Linked DNA regions of Mus musculus: region 1 is linked to region 2. The links are chromatin contacts, called in public HiChIP or PLAC-seq maps. All regions are on one chromosome and are shown on one strand. The core of a region is the stretch at or near the end of the contact, and the rest is flanking DNA. Distances in the headings are between cores, read along the strand shown.

Region 1 (2,700 bases), core at 195-2,694, 230 kb before region 2:
GCTCTTCGTTAGCCATATCATTTCAGGGATGCAAGAGAGTGAACGTGTGTCGCAACCCTCCCAGACACTTCCTGTGGCTCAGCAACCCAGGAGTGGGAAGCTGAGGAAGTTTGGAGCTGTATCCAGCCAAGATGTGCTTGCTCTAAAAATAAATAGGAAACTATGTTTGGACACTCTTAATTGATTGGTTTATTGCCAAATCAATTCTGCAAAGCCAAAAGAATCAAAGGCCTTTCAGTAATCAGGAATGAGAGAGAGGCAGTGAGCTGAACACTAATCAGCTTGGGGACTGTTGGTGCGAAGGGGGATTTAGAAAATGCATCTTAGCAGGCTGTCCTTTCAGGGGGAAGAAATGAAGGCTTTGGAAGATAGTGATACTCGATCTTCATGACTCTTGAGTTCTGAGCGGTTCGGGGAACAGAACCACAAATCTGGTATCAGCTTTAGAAAGAACATTTCCCTGGCCTTTGCCTTGTGTGTGGGTTTAGCTTAGTAAAGACCTTTGGCTCGCAGAGGAGACATTCAGTACGTGTTCTGTTATCTAGATTATTGCCAGTGTGAAATGTGCATGTGTACATAAACCATGGAAATAAATAAAGTGCCATGTACAACTGTTTCAAATCTCATAAATAAGAAATCAAGCCACTTTGGTGAGGAAATTAATAAATAAATAACCATCAAGGCAAAACTGCTGGAATCCAGCTGTGGACGTGGATTCATGGACTCTGAAATCCACGTATCCCCTGCTCTCTATGTGCCTTCAGGGAGGCAAGGAGGAATCTAAGGACCTAGAGTTGACTATCCACCCACTCACAGCATCGTTGAGACAGATAAACATGACTGTAGGTCCTTCCCAGCACGTGATCAGCCTGCCACCCTCCCTCAAGCCGAGACCCTCCCTCCTGCCACAGAATGAGAAGGGGGAGGTCTTGATGTCAGGACCACGCTCTGGGTGCTTCTCCTATTCAAAATGTCTGCTTATCAAAACAAAATTGCTGGGCAAACTTCCAACCCAAAATTCCAATATGGCAGCTCTGGTGTAGGCGTCTGGAATCTGTATCCTAATGCACTCCTGAGGGATTTGACCAAGGAACACAGTTCCTTGGTCGAATCATCCCAGGGGCTCAGTGGAGAACTTGTGCTCCTTGAAGAGGACCAAGTTAGTTTTCAGCAATGCTGAAGGAAGCAAATGATCATCGCTCCACCCACCTCCAACAGAGAGCGGGGCCTGAGGAAAACAGCTCTGTTTCTCCCCTTGCTTCCTCCTCTGTGGAGAGCAACACAACCTCTCCTGGAGGACGGAACCTTCTTGACTGGGCTTAGGTATGTGTTGCTGGTGACTGAGATGGACAGGAGAAGCCCACCATTTCACCATTCTCTGTGCTGTTCCTCAGAGTCTGTCTGATCTCACTTCCTCTGTGCCACGCCTTTCCTAGAGCTGGAAGCAGCTACACACCCTGTGGCTCAATGGCAGTTCTTTGCTGTGGTTACAGCAGGACAACTCCAGACCTAGGAATGGAGATGTTTGTCTTTATCTGTCATTGAGATAAGAGTACAACCCAAGAGCCTACTGAGAGGTGGCTGGAAAAGCCATCAGGCCAGTCTTGGCAAAGGTTGTGTCTTGTGTTATACAATTTCATCAAAGTGAACTGCACCATTCCCATTCCTTCTGCTACCCATGGACAGATGCACAGTCAAAACTCCATCTGTAACCTTTTTTCACTGATGTCCGTATTGACCCCATTCCAAGTGGATGACCATGGCTGATGCTGCAAAGAGCCTGGTTCAGTTGTCCCTAGGAAAGATGGCCCTCTCTACTTAAACAGCAAGGAGAAAATTAGAATGGCTTGGAGTCATGCTTGGCTGTTTCATCTTTGGCCTTTTCCTAGTTAGCTTTAACTGTCAACTTGACATAGGTTAGAGTCACTTGAGAACAGAGTCTCAAGGGACTAGACTGGTTTGTAGGTATGTCCTTAGGGATTATCTTAATTGTTCATTGGTGTGGGAGTCCCTGCCTACTGTGGGCAGCACCATCCCCTAGGCAGGTGATCCTGGACTGTGTAAGAAAATATGAGCTTGTGAGTGAGCCAGCAAGCAGCAGTTCTTCCATGGTTTCTGCTTTAACTTTCTGCCCAGACTTTCATCAATGATGGACTGTGATCTCATGCTAAAGTAAACCATTTGCTCCCCTAAATAGCTGTTGGTCAAAGTGTTTTATCAGAGAAACAGAAAGGAAACTAGAACAAGCCTGAGGAGTTGGATGTGGCTCTTTAATCTGGTTGCGGAAGAAGCCAGAGCTCAGAAATATGGAAAGACTTACTGTAATGTAACTCCTCATCCAAGCTCCGTGCTGGACCCACAGTTCCTCAACCCATACCTTTCCCACTTCACGGCCTTTCAGTGGGATGTTGGAGTACCACTTCTCCACATCCTACGAGGTGCCTTGGGTCTCCAGAACACCCCTCAGGGTATCTGAAGCTTTCCATTTGGTTCTCCCGGCTGAGGACGCAAACCAATCAAAATGAATCCCACAGAACATCTAGCAAGAGAGAGAGTGAATGTGCAGGGCCAAGTACATGTAAGCACAGAGAGAGTGTGTGCAGGGCCAAGTACATGTAATCACAGAGAGAGAGTGCAGGGCCAAGTACATGTAATCACAGAGAGAGAGTGCAGAGCCAAGTACATGTAATCATAGAGAGA
Region 2 (2,700 bases), core at 44-2,543:
GATCAGAGGACCTCAGCCCGAGGTCCCATCCTCTGTTCGCATCAGGAATGAAGCCAAAGACTCTAGTTTCGGATTCTCTCGACAATGTGAAGCGAGGAAATGTGGTATGACTTTAAATGCTTTCAGATTTAATCGCCTTGAGTATGTATATATTTTCTTCCCTCATCTTCCCAAAGCTAATCCCACAGTTTTGAGAATCTAGCCACCCTCCCAAGAAATCTGAAATCCCAGTTCATGACGTCAACCCAAAAGGGATAGCACCTTGTGTTGGCTCAGCTCAGATTGCAAAATCCCATGGGTAACGGAGCACAGATGCGGATGTTAAGGTGTTGGTACTGGAGTCAAAAAGTCTGAAGCGTCATTCTCCGTGTTCTTTCCACGAGGGGCGTGGGGGTGGGGCGACGTCATTTACCCTGGACTGAATGTTGCCCTAAACTTCTCCTTTATATTCAGAACTCTTTCATCCTTTTCTTTAGCTGGGACTGGGGCCTGTGTGTGTATCCGACTGGTCCTCGGTGTTGGCAGTTACATCCACAAACCTTCCCTTCCTTTCCCCATCTACTGCACTTGAAGGAGAGAGCACAGCTCCGCGCGAGAACAGCGCCCAGAGAGCCTTTCTGACAGATGCGTACCCTGCTCCAGCAACCCGCCTGGCTGCAAAGTTTCCTCTAATCACTAACACCCACTTCCTATTCCCCCAAGCTGTCATGCTGGCCAGGTCCCCTCGCGATCAGGGAAGAGCCAGGCTGCCTGATGGCAGAACCCCAGTCTCACAGCTAAATTCCTCCAATCCCAGCAGATAGGCTGTCCAAGGCACTCCTGCGTCTCCGAGACGCCTGTAAGGTTCTCTTATAGCTACCAGGAACCGGGCACTAGAGGCGAGGGAACTACGGGGTGCCGAAGGGAAATAAGGGCGCTCTTGCGGGAGCGGCAAAAGGAGAGCTGGGTGCTAAGGTTAACGGAGACTACTGGTTGGCGGGGGGCACAGGAGGCGGCGGGGCGCCGCAGGGGGCGCCGCAGACTAGACTCTGGAAGAAGCCTGAGCAGGAAAGGGCGCGCTCGCTGCAGCCCGTGGGTGCTGGCTGCGTAGTCCGCCCGCAATCTTTGGAGCCTTTCAATCGCGGGTAGGAGGGGGTGCTGGGTGTTGGGGGTGGGGGCACCATTGTCGGGGGCGTGCCTTGGCGGCGATTGGCTGCGGGAGCCTGACGCGCGGCCCCGGGGGCTGGCTGGGGGGGTGGCAGCGAAGGGGGGGGGGGAGGTGCTGGGTGTTGGAGCCGCCGGCCCCGCGCGCTCAGAAACATGCTGAGGTCCCGGCGGCTCTTCCAGCAGCGACAGCGGCTCCAGCAGCAGCGGCGGCGGCGGCGGCGGAGACAGCGCTCGGCTACGGAGGAGAAGGCGCCCGGCGTCCATGCCTCCGGCCCCGAGCCGCGGCTGCCCTGACCTGGCCGCGACCTCCCCGCGCGGGCCCCGCAGCCCCGGCTCCTGGGGTGCTCCCCAGGCGCGGCCCAGCCCCGCCACACCCCCCGCCCCCGGCCTCCGCAGCTCGGCATGGGCGCGGGGGCGCTCGCCCTGGGCGCCTCCGAACCCTGCAACCTGTCGTCCGCCGCGCCGCTGCCCGACGGTGCGGCCACCGCGGCGCGGCTGCTGGTGCTCGCGTCGCCTCCCGCCTCGCTGCTGCCTCCAGCCAGCGAGGGCTCAGCGCCGCTGTCGCAGCAGTGGACCGCGGGTATGGGCCTACTGCTGGCGCTCATCGTTCTGCTCATCGTGGTGGGTAACGTGCTGGTGATCGTGGCCATCGCCAAGACCCCGCGGCTGCAGACGCTCACCAACCTCTTCATCATGTCCCTGGCCAGCGCTGATCTGGTCATGGGATTGCTGGTGGTGCCTTTCGGGGCCACCATCGTGGTGTGGGGCCGCTGGGAGTACGGCTCCTTCTTCTGCGAGCTCTGGACTTCGGTAGATGTGCTGTGTGTGACGGCCAGCATTGAGACCCTGTGTGTCATCGCCCTGGACCGCTACCTCGCCATCACGTCGCCCTTTCGCTACCAGAGTTTGCTGACGCGCGCGCGAGCGCGGGCCCTCGTGTGCACAGTGTGGGCCATCTCGGCGTTGGTGTCCTTCCTGCCCATCCTCATGCACTGGTGGCGGGCCGAGAGCGACGAAGCGCGCCGCTGCTACAACGACCCCAAGTGCTGCGATTTCGTCACCAACAGGGCCTACGCCATCGCCTCGTCCGTCGTCTCCTTCTACGTGCCCCTGTGCATCATGGCCTTCGTGTACCTGCGGGTGTTCCGCGAGGCCCAAAAACAGGTAAAGAAGATCGACAGCTGCGAGCGCCGCTTCCTCGGCGGCCCAGCCCGGCCGCCCTCGCCTGAGCCCTCGCCGTCACCTGGGCCACCGCGCCCCGCAGACTCGCTGGCCAACGGGCGCTCCAGCAAGCGGCGGCCGTCGCGCCTCGTGGCTCTGCGCGAGCAGAAGGCGCTCAAGACACTGGGCATCATCATGGGTGTGTTCACGCTCTGCTGGCTGCCCTTCTTCCTGGCCAACGTGGTGAAGGCTTTCCACCGCGACCTGGTGCCGGATCGCCTCTTCGTCTTCTTCAACTGGCTGGGCTACGCCAACTCGGCCTTCAACCCCATCATCTACTGCCGCAGCCCCGACTTCCGCAAGGCTTTCCAGCGCCTGCTCTGCTGCGCGCGC

What was found. HiChIP or PLAC-seq counts read pairs in DNA pulled down with a chosen protein or histone mark.
Region 1: a FOXA1 HiChIP or PLAC-seq map of pancreatic cancer cells shows a contact between it and region 2. The contact joins the enhancer-like site here to the promoter of Adrb1 in region 2. A contact is called at or near these places in 3 of 39 promoter capture datasets (the C10 cell line and liver), 1 of 484 Hi-C or Micro-C datasets (nephron progenitors), 6 of 115 datasets of contacts at active chromatin or transcription factors (SST interneurons, VIP interneurons, embryonic midbrain and 3 more) and 2 of 9 other capture datasets (adipose tissue and liver).

Annotation. Positions count from the first base shown.
Region 1 is chr19:56,486,112-56,488,811 of GRCm38.p6, forward strand. It overlaps Plekhs1 (pleckstrin homology domain containing, family S member 1), which reads left to right. Exons shown (of 13, transcript NM_001164263.1): 13 at 1-618. Among named protein-coding and RNA genes, the nearest start is that of Plekhs1, 26 kb to the left of the region's middle. Within about 2 kb of position 1,445, at least 24 of the 459 cell types and tissues checked have an H3K27ac peak or open chromatin away from gene starts, as enhancers often do. A contact at or near this core is called in pancreatic cancer cells, where this site is marked.
Region 2 is chr19:56,720,824-56,723,523 of GRCm38.p6, forward strand. Adrb1 (adrenergic receptor, beta 1) reads left to right here and starts at 1,294. Exons shown (of 1, transcript NM_007419.3): 1 at 1,294-2,700. The coding sequence starts at 1,549.